2 separate regions of the Sus scrofa genome follow, and region 2 is linked to region 1. A link is a contact called in public HiChIP or PLAC-seq data. All regions are on one chromosome and are shown on one strand. The core of a region is the stretch at or near the end of the contact, and the rest is flanking DNA. Distances in the headings are between cores, read along the strand shown. Region 1 overlaps ASPRV1 (retroviral-like aspartic protease 1). Region 2 overlaps ASPRV1 (retroviral-like aspartic protease 1).

What was found. HiChIP or PLAC-seq counts read pairs in DNA pulled down with a chosen protein or histone mark.
Region 2: a contact with region 1 is called in an H3K27ac HiChIP or PLAC-seq map of alveolar macrophages. The contact joins two enhancer-like sites. A contact is called at or near these places in 2 of 47 Hi-C or Micro-C datasets (blood and embryonic fibroblasts) and 1 of 2 datasets of contacts at active chromatin or transcription factors (alveolar macrophages).

What each region holds. Positions count from the first base shown.
Region 1 is chr3:72,416,141-72,421,586 of Sscrofa11.1, reverse strand. ASPRV1 (retroviral-like aspartic protease 1) reads right to left here. Exons shown (of 13, transcript XR_002342602.1): 7 at 3,448-3,582. Among named protein-coding and RNA genes, the nearest start is that of PCBP1, 38 kb to the right of the region's middle. Within about 2 kb of position 2,441, at least 3 of the 83 cell types and tissues checked have an H3K27ac peak or open chromatin away from gene starts, as enhancers often do. A contact at or near this core is called in alveolar macrophages, where this site is marked.
Region 2 is chr3:72,500,528-72,505,973 of Sscrofa11.1, reverse strand. All of the region lies in intron 9 of ASPRV1 (retroviral-like aspartic protease 1), which reads right to left. Among named protein-coding and RNA genes, the nearest start is that of MXD1, 42 kb to the left of the region's middle. Within about 2 kb of position 2,158, at least 1 of the 83 cell types and tissues checked has an H3K27ac peak or open chromatin away from gene starts, as enhancers often do. A contact at or near this core is called in alveolar macrophages, where this site is marked.

The DNA.
Region 1 (5,446 bases), core at 1,192-3,691:
GTGGTCTTTTCTTACCTCGGCTGGGAATAACATACAGAGGAAGTGATTGGCTTCCTCCCTGGTCACCTACCCTGCCATATTTAAATGTTCTACCTGCAAGACTGCCCTACCCAGAACATGGGATTATCACTACTGAAGGGTTTAAAAAAATTATTATAGTTTGGACAGCCTATGAGCTGTAAGAAGAGGTATTTCATTGAAAAGTAGAAAATTTATGTCATACCCATTCCATAAGAATGAGCTCCGTGCCACTTGGCATTGATGCTCATATGGTAAATCGAAATCCTGAACTAGCAGTGAGATTTGAGACTAATGCTGAGATGAATAGTCCCAGAATGGGAGATGGGGTGCTCAAAATTGCTTGAGAAATCCTGGAAGAGGTCAAACCTGGATAAAGAAGCCTCAGAGAAGTCCTTCTTCCATGGATCCAGAAGCTGATGATGTCTGTGGCCATGATGGCATCACCCTATTCATCATTTCCTGTTTCAAGTGGAGGAAAAGGGAAGAGGATCTAAACATGGGAGTAAGAATGGAGAATCCCTACCTCCTTCCCTACCTTGAGCTCCACTCCAGATCAGGGCTGGCCTTATGCAGACACCCAGTAAGTAAACACATGGTCTGACTCCAGCAGAGAGATGTAAATAGCCAAGTGCTCAGTGGGCATCTGTTGAATAAAGGGCAGCAGGAGAGATTTCCTACCCCCTAAGAATTTTTTTCACTGTCACATTATCTTCACCTGAAACTTCTCCATTTGATGACCATTCCTTTGAGATAAAGCCTTGTGTGCTTCTCAAAACTGTGTTCCACCAAACACCATATTGTGAGATTTTAATAAATACTTCTTCAGCCAAAAAAAAAAAATGATTCTCCAGTTAAGTAAGTCTAGAAAATGTTACATTCTCTATCTCCCTTTTAGAGCTTTATAAATGTATATTAAAAGCTCTTTTTGAGGCAAAGGCAGTTGGAGAGCTAACATGAAATTCAGGATAAGGGCTTGACTAAGCCTAAGAGCCTTGTTCCAGAAGCATAGCTAGACAGACAAGCAAAACATCCAATTAGCGCAAAGAGTAGTAGGCAGAGTTCAGGGTGGTCAACACTGGAAGGTCAGCACATGCGCAAGACTCTACCTACTGAAGCCTGGCTGTAAGAAAAGGCTCTAGTATCGGAGAAGGTACCTGGCCTGAAAGGGGCCGGAAAGCAAAGGTCACAGCCCCTTATAAGGGGCTGACCTCAGGGTTATAGTTCTGTACAGAGTTAGGGGGTTCAGACAGGACAATTGGACAGAGCTTGAGCCCCTCAGGGAAAAGCCAAAATAAAGGTGAGATGGAGGAGATGCAGAGACTAATGGACAGAGTTTTTACCCAGGGCGGTGCCCAGGAGGAGTCCCTCCCTCCCGGGGGCACAGGCTCCAAAGTCCTGGTGATTAACAGATCCAGCTACATCACTACATTTTGTGTATGAGGCTGATTTAGCTGGAGAGAGGAGGGGGTACAGTACATCCAGAAATTTCCCAGAATTCCTTTGTAACTCAAGAGGTAAAGTTCCAGCACTGTCACTACTATGGCTTAAGTCACTATGACACAGGTTCAATCCCTGGCTCTGGAACTTTCACATGCTGCGGGTACAGTCACAAAACAAAAAAAAAACAGAAACCTCCAAAGAACTGTGCTGATTCCAGTAAGGAAGGAGGTCCAGACTCTGTCAAACTTTTGAAGGTGAAGGGTGGAGACCAAGTGCTCAGGTAATCCTCTAGGGAAATATGCTAGAATAAGTAAGAACATCAGAGGCCTGAATGAATCTAAAAGCCTGATCCAAAAGAAAATGCTTTGGACTTAGGGTAGAAATGTGGACAGAACAGAAGGTGAAGCCTAAGGGTTATGGGTACCCATTAACACAACTTTGAGGAGCTGGGAAAGGCACTGAGATTTGAGTTGTCTCTATTAAAGACTCCCTGGGGGAGGAAAAGATGTGAGAATTCAGATCACAAAAGCAGTTTGAGGGCACTGGTAAATGAAAGATGAACAGTCAACCAGGAATGAACTCAATCCAAAAAAGTTGAAGATCTGACTCACAGGTCAGATCTGATCTCACAGGCCAGCTGCCTGCTGGCACCTCTGGCTTAGTTATTGTGGCTCCATAAAGTTAGCGAACAAGAGGGAACTACACCTTTGTATAGATACCCCAAGGGCTTTGTCACTGCATTGGACGTGGTTTTACTTTCCGGTAAAGCCCTCCTCAGCATAGCTCATTGGGAAATCAAGACCAGAAGTTGCCCATGACCAGTGGCCCCTGAGGAAGTACCCTGCCCATGTTGTCATCAGTGGCCTTTTTTGCGCCACTATTCTACATCATTTCTGGGAAGCTGCCTCCTGCTTCCTAAGATCTGTGACGGTCTTGTCTGAGAATATCACAGCAAACCACACTCCAAGGTCCTACACTCCTTATTACATTCTGCCTGTCAGCTATTCTCCAGACAACACCATGACTGCATATCCATCACACTAGTAGGAAATCTCTCTCCTCAGCGTCCCCTCCCCTTTTTGCTATTTTTAGGGCCATACCCAAGGCATATAGAGGTTCCCAGACTAGGAGTTGAATCAGAGCTACAGCTGCTGGCCTACACCAGAGCCACAGCAACACCAGATCCGAGCCTCGTCTGTGACCTACACCAAAGCTCACGGCAACACCGGATCCTTAACCCACTGAGTGAGGCCAGGGATCGAACCCACAATTTCATGGTTCCTAGTTGAATTCGTTCTACTATACCACAATGGGAACTCCTCAGCACCCTCTCTTGAGTTCAAGAGCCTCCATCCCCACCACTCTCAGCTCCTTATCTTTCCTCAGGCAAAACTGTGAAGAAAACAAAGTGTTTCTTTAGGGGCTCAACTTTTCTTTTCAGGCCCTTTATCTCAAATTCAATGGTGTCTCCTTCCTATCCCTATGACTAGAGGCACAATGCTTTCTCCTCTCTGTCCCTGCCTTAGTCTAGTTCTCAGAAATCAATCTCATAAATTCATTTATACTTCTACTCACATGAGCAAAATGCTTCACAATCAAACTCTTTCCTGGAGTCTTCAATTTTCATAGGGTCTCAAAAGACTTAAATCAAGGGAAAAAATTTTCAGTTGTGGAATTCCAAGCAACAGCAAATGGTTAATGCAAATCTTTGAGGGCAGGACATATTCTTTGTGCCCCCTGAAATTATACCACTTGATAGACCAGGCCTGTCTCTTCTTATTTCATCACCTAACATCCTTAAGCAGTCTCCTCTCTCAGCCCAGAGGCCAGGCTCTCTTGGATATGGGTCAACACCACCATCTGGTCTTCCATGGAAAGGCAAAAGAGAGATACCTCTTGTTTACTCAGTAATAACTCACTGTAACAGTCACATAACAGGTGCCAATAGCTCCCAGTACATGCAGTAAGGCCACACTGCACTCTTACCTCTGTCCCCATCACAGCTTACTCCCCTGGAGAACATCAACAGATTTTATTTGGATAATAGGATTAGGCATCTTAAACAGTACATCAGAGTTACCAATGGTGTTCTCACATTGTGGGTTACACTGCTATGAATACCTAGAAGCAAAGAACAAAGGCTTTTATTAAACCTCCTCTATAGTCAACTGGTATCTTCCCTACATATGTTGTTGCAGTGTCTCTATACATAAAACCTAGAATTCTACAAAAAGGATGCTGTGGCTAAACACATCTCAACAAACAAAACTGTAAGGTAGAGAAAGATGGCAGTTCCCCATTTTTTCTTCTTTCCTGACCCTCCTTTCCAAAATCTTGTCAGAGACAGAAGAGCTCTACGGAAACAGCATGAATTGTGGAACTGGACAGACCTGAGGAGAAATAAATCCTAACTCAGCCTTTTATTAGCTGTCTGACCTTGGACAAGTTACATAGCTTCTTTGACTTTCAGCTTGCCCCAGCACAAAAATGGAGATGATACTTTATTGATTTGTATTATGATAATTAAATAAGAAAATACACAAAAATATCTGTATATATGCCTGGTTCTCCAGAGATGTAAGTTTTTTCTTCCCAATCTAGCTCAGCATGTCCCTGGTGCCCTTATGTTACTCTCTGGCTATCCAAGGTGTGTGCCCCACACAAACTATCCTTTCCTTTTCCTAAGCTTATCAAAGTACTCATCCTTTAGAAGAGCTGATATAATCACACTGATAAAAGGAAAGCAATTCTGATAAAATGAACTCAAGTAAAAAGTGGATGATATTGCTGGGATCGTGTTATTAACTCTGTGGGAGCTGTTTCTCTATTTAAAAAAAAAAAAAGGCATGAAAATTCAAATGAAAGGAAAGACATCTGGAGTTCCCATCGTGGCTCAGTGGTTAACAAATCCAACTAGGAACCATGAGGTGGTGGGTTCGATCCTGGCCTCACTCAGTGGGTTAAGGATCCGGCATTGCCATGAGCTGTGGTGTAGGTCACAGATGTGGCTCGGATCCCACGTTGCTGTGGCTGTGGCTGTGGCATAGGCCTGAGGCTACAGCTCTGATTTGACCCCTAGCCTGGGAACCTCCATATGCCGCGGGTGCAGCCCTAGAAAGACAAAACACAAAAAAAAAGAAAGAAAGAAAAGAAAGAAAGGACCTCTAATGATAAGATACTCCAAGAGCAGAGGGGACCAGTAGGTTGGCCTCTTTTCCTACAAGCACAGACTCTGCGCTGAAGAGGAGACACCATCAGAGCTACAGGATATCATCTCAGATTGCTGACTATCACACCTCAGATCAGCAAGTCCAGAATAGAACTTGGGAGCCTTGGGCTACCCCTTCTGCTCTGGCCAGCACACATCACTTCCTAAGCCAAGAAGTTATGGTGGTGCTTTTTTTCCTTACAGGTTTCCAACACTATTTTAAACTCTTTGGAATGGAGCAACAACAGGATTTGATTATAGTCATAGCCTTGGAATAGCCTATTGGAGGTCTGGGCTCTGCTTCCAGAATCACACCTTCCTTCTCTGAATGGTTTCAATAAGGCCCACCTAGGAGTTTCTGTTGTGGCCCAGAGGAAATGAATCCGACTTGTAATCATGAGGTTTTGGGTTCGACCCTGGCCTTGCTCAGTTGGTTAAGGATCTGGCATTGCCGTGAGCTGTGGTATAGGTCACCGATGCAGCTCAGATCTGGCATTGCTGTGTCTATGGTGTAAGCTGGCAGCTACAGTTCCAATTCAACCCCTAGCCTGGGAGGCTCCATATGTGGCAGGTGAAGCCCTATCCAGGATCATGGAAGCAGACTACAGTGACTAAAAATAGCCTAAATGTAATCACTTGCACAACATGCTATGCTGACTATCAACCACAATTCAGCATGGAAGTTCTCACTGTGAAGAACTCTTCAGCAGCATACATGCTCTACTTGGCTTTCCTAGCAAGCCCTCAGAGAGCCTGGGGCACTAGCCCAGGCTGGGC
Region 2 (5,446 bases), core at 909-3,408, 85 kb before region 1:
TGTCACTGCAGTGGCTTGGGCCACTGCTGTGGTTGGGGTTTGATCCCTGGCCCAGGAACTTCCATATGCTGTGAGTACAGCCAAAAAACCCCAACGAAACAAAGACAAAACAAACAAAAAAAATGGAGTTCCCACCATGGCACAGCAGAAAGAAATCTGACTAGAAACCATGAGGTTGCAGGTTCAAGCCCTGGCCTCGCTCAGTGGGTTAAGGATCTAGTGTTGCCATGAGCTGTGGTGTAGGTCACAGACACGGCTCAGATCTGGCATTGCTAAGGCTGTGATGTAGGCTGGAAGCCATAGCTCAGATTAGACCCCTAGCCTGGGAACCTCCATATGCTGCAGGTAAAGCCCTAAAAAGAAGAAGAAGAAAAAAAGCAAAGACAAACCAAAAAAGGCAATTTGATAGAAAACAATTCAGTTGAGAACAAACTGGGAGGAAAAGAATTTAGCCCAAAGGACAATTTGGTCTAAAAAAATATATTTCACCTTGTTTTTCAAAAATTGGAATTTTGATATAGCATGGAAGTTCAGTGTATCTTTTTGTGCCTTTCAAGTATTTTGCTTACATTTCAGAATAGTTTCATCTCTGCTTTAAATTTCTAGTTCATATTTTAGCCAACTACTTTAATTCTGTTCACTTTTTAAAACGCAGCATGAAATGTCACACATATGAATAAAAGTACATAACATATAGCTGTGCTGCTTAGTGATTATAAACACCCATATGTACACCACCCCGTCAAGAACTAGGACACTGGCAGCACCCAGGTGCCCTGAATGGCCTTCCTGACACAGAATCCTCATGACCCTAAAGGGACAGGGCAACCCTGCTTCTGCCATAATCACATCCTTTCTTGCCTTTATAATTTTGCCTCCTGAGTACACATCTGCACACACTGTGGTTTGGTTTTGCCTGTTGGTTTTAGAAGGTTTTATAAATGGAATCACACCGTACATGTCTGTGTCTGGCTGCTTTCACTCAACAGTATGGCCGTGAGGTTTGCATGTGTCACATGCAGTACAGTCCTTTTCATTGCTGTATTGTGAGGTCTGTAACAGCAAAATGTTGGAAACAAAAGCTGAATGTCCAAAAATAGGGAATTGGCTAAATAAAGTATGGGAGTTTACAAAACAGAAAGTACTGCATAATCCCATTTTTGCTAAAAAGGAAAAATGAGAATCAGAGAAAGAGAAAGAAAGAATGAAGGAAAATACATCCATATGAATATCTATAGAGAAAGGTCTGGAAAAATGTGCCATGTTTGACCAAGGGAGGGAGAGTGGGTGCACAGATCTTCATGAAATTTCTTTACATATTTTTGGACTGACCTAATTTTCTGGTTTCCTTATAATGAGCAGTATTGCTTTTGTAAAAGAAAGGAAAAAAAAAACAAAAAGGAATTTAAACAATGTAAAAATCATCAAGCAATAATAAGCAAAATTCAGAAAAGCTTGTAGAATTTTAGTAAGTATTTTTTTAGGGGGGATGGGGTCCTCCTAGTTTATTTTTAGCCAATATGTCTCCTCTACTTGTTTGATGATTTTTGTGATTTTTTTCAGGGCCGCACCCGCGGCATATAGAAGTTCCCAGGATAGGGGTCAAATCAGAGCTACAGCTGCCGGCCTATACCACAGCAACCAGGCATCTGAGTCACATCTACAACCTACTCCACAACTCACAGAAATGCTGGATTCCCGACCCTCTGAGAGAGGCCAAGGATCGAACCCATGTCCTCATGGATACTAGTCAGATTCGTTGCCACTGAACCACAATGGAAACTCCCTGTGACCTTTTTTTCAAGAAGTGATACAAGCAATGAATGTTTCCAACCACAGTTAATGTGTTCATGGGTTTTACAAATAACTTACACACTGTTTAGTTAATGAAGACCTCTTTGTTGGACATTTCAGCTTTTCAAATTCATTTTCACCCACTTTGTGTTGGCTTGCTCTATTTATAATAGATGCAAACAACCTAAATTCATTTTTTACCAAATCTTTGTGTGTCCAAACTGCTTCAGTGGACTGAATTGAATATTCTAAAGTCAGGCAGGCTTCAACACCAACTTCAATCATTTACCATTAGAACAACACTGGGCAGACTAACCTTTCCCAATTCCAACTTCCCCATCTGTTAAATGGGGATGAAACCTACACTGCAGGGCAACAACACCTGTGAGTCATCTCAGATCCAGTCTCTCAGTCTCAGCACTGTTGTCACTTGGAGCTGGGGAATTCTGTATTGGGAGGGGCGGGGGCAGGAGGGCAACCTGTGCCCTGGAAGATGCTTTAGCAGCATTCCTGGGCTCCACCCACCAAATGCCATTTTAGCATCCTCCCACCCCCCCAAAGTTGTGACAACCAAAAATGTCTTCAGGCTTTGCCAAACGTGCTGCCTTAGAGCTGTCCTTCTTTCACATCCTATAACTGACATCCCCAACGCCTCTGTGTTACCTTGGGAAGTGGCCCCCTGGCCCACTGAGACTGCTTAGCCTCATCAGCCAGCACCTGAGCAGCACAGAATCCCACCTGACCACCTCCTTCCACGTTGCCTTATTCCCTGTCCCCCTCCACAGGCTGTGGGACAGGAAAATACAAATGTGTGCATTGCTCCTGATTCTTCTGTCTCAGGCAAATAGTCAGGGCTTTAGGGCTCTGTTACACCGCTGGGCCAAGAGCCAGTGTTACCTGTAAGACAGAAGATACTTTCCTACACCATCTTTTAAACCCATGGATGAAGATATGTCCAAGTGCCCTGGATAGGAGATGTGAGGTAGCCTTGTGGTGACAAGAGATGAGGACAGAACCAGCTGGACAGGAGATGGACAGTGGTCAGTTCTGGAGAGAACAGATACCCACACACCACTCAGCAGCCTCATTCTGAAGAAGTGACAAGACATCACAAGGAGGGGCTGCCTGGTGGCCCTAGGAAGGCAGGACCTAAGATCCCAGCTCCTTGTCTGCCATGCATGGCAGAGATAGCAGTATATGACCTAAAGGGATCCTAACTAATTAGACATAATTAGCTTTTCTTTCAGATTTTTTTTTTTTTTTTGTCTTTTCAGGGCCACACCCATAGCATATGGAATTTCCCAGGCTAGGGGTCTAATCGGAGCTGCAGTTCCCAGCCTATGCCACAGCCACAGCAACATGGGATCCGAGCCGTGTCTGCAATCTACACCACAACTCACAGCAATGCAGGATCCTTAACCCAGTGAGTAAGGATAGGGATCAAGTTGGATTTGTTTCTGCAGTACACAACAGCAACACTCTTAGAAAAAAAAAAAAATTAATGATATATCTCACACAGCTCAGTTTGTGGAGAGGATCAGACACATTACAAATGCAGATATCATCACGTCACTTCCCTGCCTTCCCATTACCGAAGGATAAAGGCCCCCGACTGCTTGCAGCAGAGGAAGCAAGTGGTTATTTTCCACATTTACTCCCAGGGCAGACATCACTAATCAATCATGGCATCTTGCTGGCTGTGTCTGAATACAATCCCAGAATCCTTTGCAGCACTTCCCACCAGGCAGCTGTGTGAACCTGAGTTGGTACATGAGATAAAGTCAAGTATTTTTTCTACTTTAGGACCCACAGCCGCCCTCACCGCCCCCCCACCTACACACACATTTTACTGCTTTTTAAATCAGGATATACCTTGGATATATATATACACCAGGATATATATTAAAAATATATTTTTTCTCCAAAATATATTATATATATAATGCACTTTTGAATTGAGCGCATCTTAGAACCAAAGAAATTCAGCATCAGTGATCCCTGGCCTTTGAAGGTTCCTCAAAGGTCTTACAGGACTTCCACACCTAGCCTGTCTGTCTCTCCGACCTCAGTCACCCTGTTATCTGGGTCCAGCCCAGCTTATCCCCTTTCCTTTTTTCACATTTCTCCCTCTACCCTGCATCATCTTGGGAAACAACTATTTGTCTTTGAAGACTCAACGTAAAGATCCCCTCTGTGAAATAAACTCAAATACCTACCGTCAATTAATCTTCAACAAAGGAGGCAAGAATATACAATGGAGAAAAGACAGTCTTCAGCAAGTGGTGTTGGGAAAGTTGGACAGCTACAATTAATCAATTAAATTAGAACATACCCTCACACCATACACAAAAACAAACTCAAAATGGTTTAAAGACAAATATAAGACAAGACATCATAAAACTCCTAGAAGAGGACATAGGCAAAACATTCTCTGACATAAATCAATACCAATGTTTCCTCAGATCAGGTTCCCAAGGCAATAGAAACAAAAGCCAAAATAAATAAATGGGACCTAATCAAACTTACAAGCTTTTGTACAGCAAAAGAAACCATAAACAAAACAAGAAGACAACCTGCAGAATGGAAGAAAATGTTTGCAAATGATGTGACCGAAAAGAGCTTAGTTTCCAAAACATAAAACAACACATACAACTCAATAACAAAAAAAAATCTAATTTAAAAATGGGCAGAATACCTAAACAGACATTTCTCCAAAGAAGACATATAGATAGCCAATAGGCACAAATGCTCAATATCGCTAATTATTAGAGAAATGCAAGTCAAAAATACAATGAAGTGCTGGGAGTTCCCATCATGGTTCAGTGGTTAATGAACCTGACTAGTATCCATGAGGATGTGGGTTTGATCCCTGGCCTCGTTTAGTGGGTTAAGGATCCAGCGTTGCTGTGAGCTGTGGTGTAGGTCACAGATATGGTTCAGATCCCTTGTTGCTGTGGCTGTGGTGTAGGCTGGTAGCTACAGCTCTGATTTGACCCCTAATCTGGGAACCTCCATATGCCATGGGTATGGCCCTAAAAAGACAACAACAACAACAAAAAACTAGAATGAGGTACTACCTCACATCAGTCAGAATAGACATAATTAAGAACTCTACAAATAACAAATGCTGGAAAGGGTGTGGGGAAAACCCTCCTACACTGTTGGTGGGAATGTAAATTGGTGTGGCCGCTATGCAAAACAGTATGGAGGTTCCTCAAAAAACTAAAAATAGAGTTGCCAAATGATCCAGCAATCTCACTCCTGGGCCTGTATCTAGAGAAAACTAGAATTCAGAAAGATAACATGCACTATTATGTTCATAGTAGCACTATTTACAATAGCCGAGACATGGAAACAATGCAAATGTCCATCAACAGATGACTGGATTAGGAAGATGTACATATATTCAGTGGAATGCTACTCAGCCATAAAAAAGAACAAAATAATGCCATTTGCAGCAACACAGATGGACCTAGAGATTATCATAGTAAGTGAATTAAGTCAGAAAGAGAAAGACAAATACCATCTGATATCACTTATATGTGGAATCTAAAATAGAGCACAAACGAACTTGTTTACAAAACAGAAGCAGACTCACAGACATAGAGAACAGACTAGTGGTTGTGAAGGGGGAGAGAGGGGGAGAGGGATG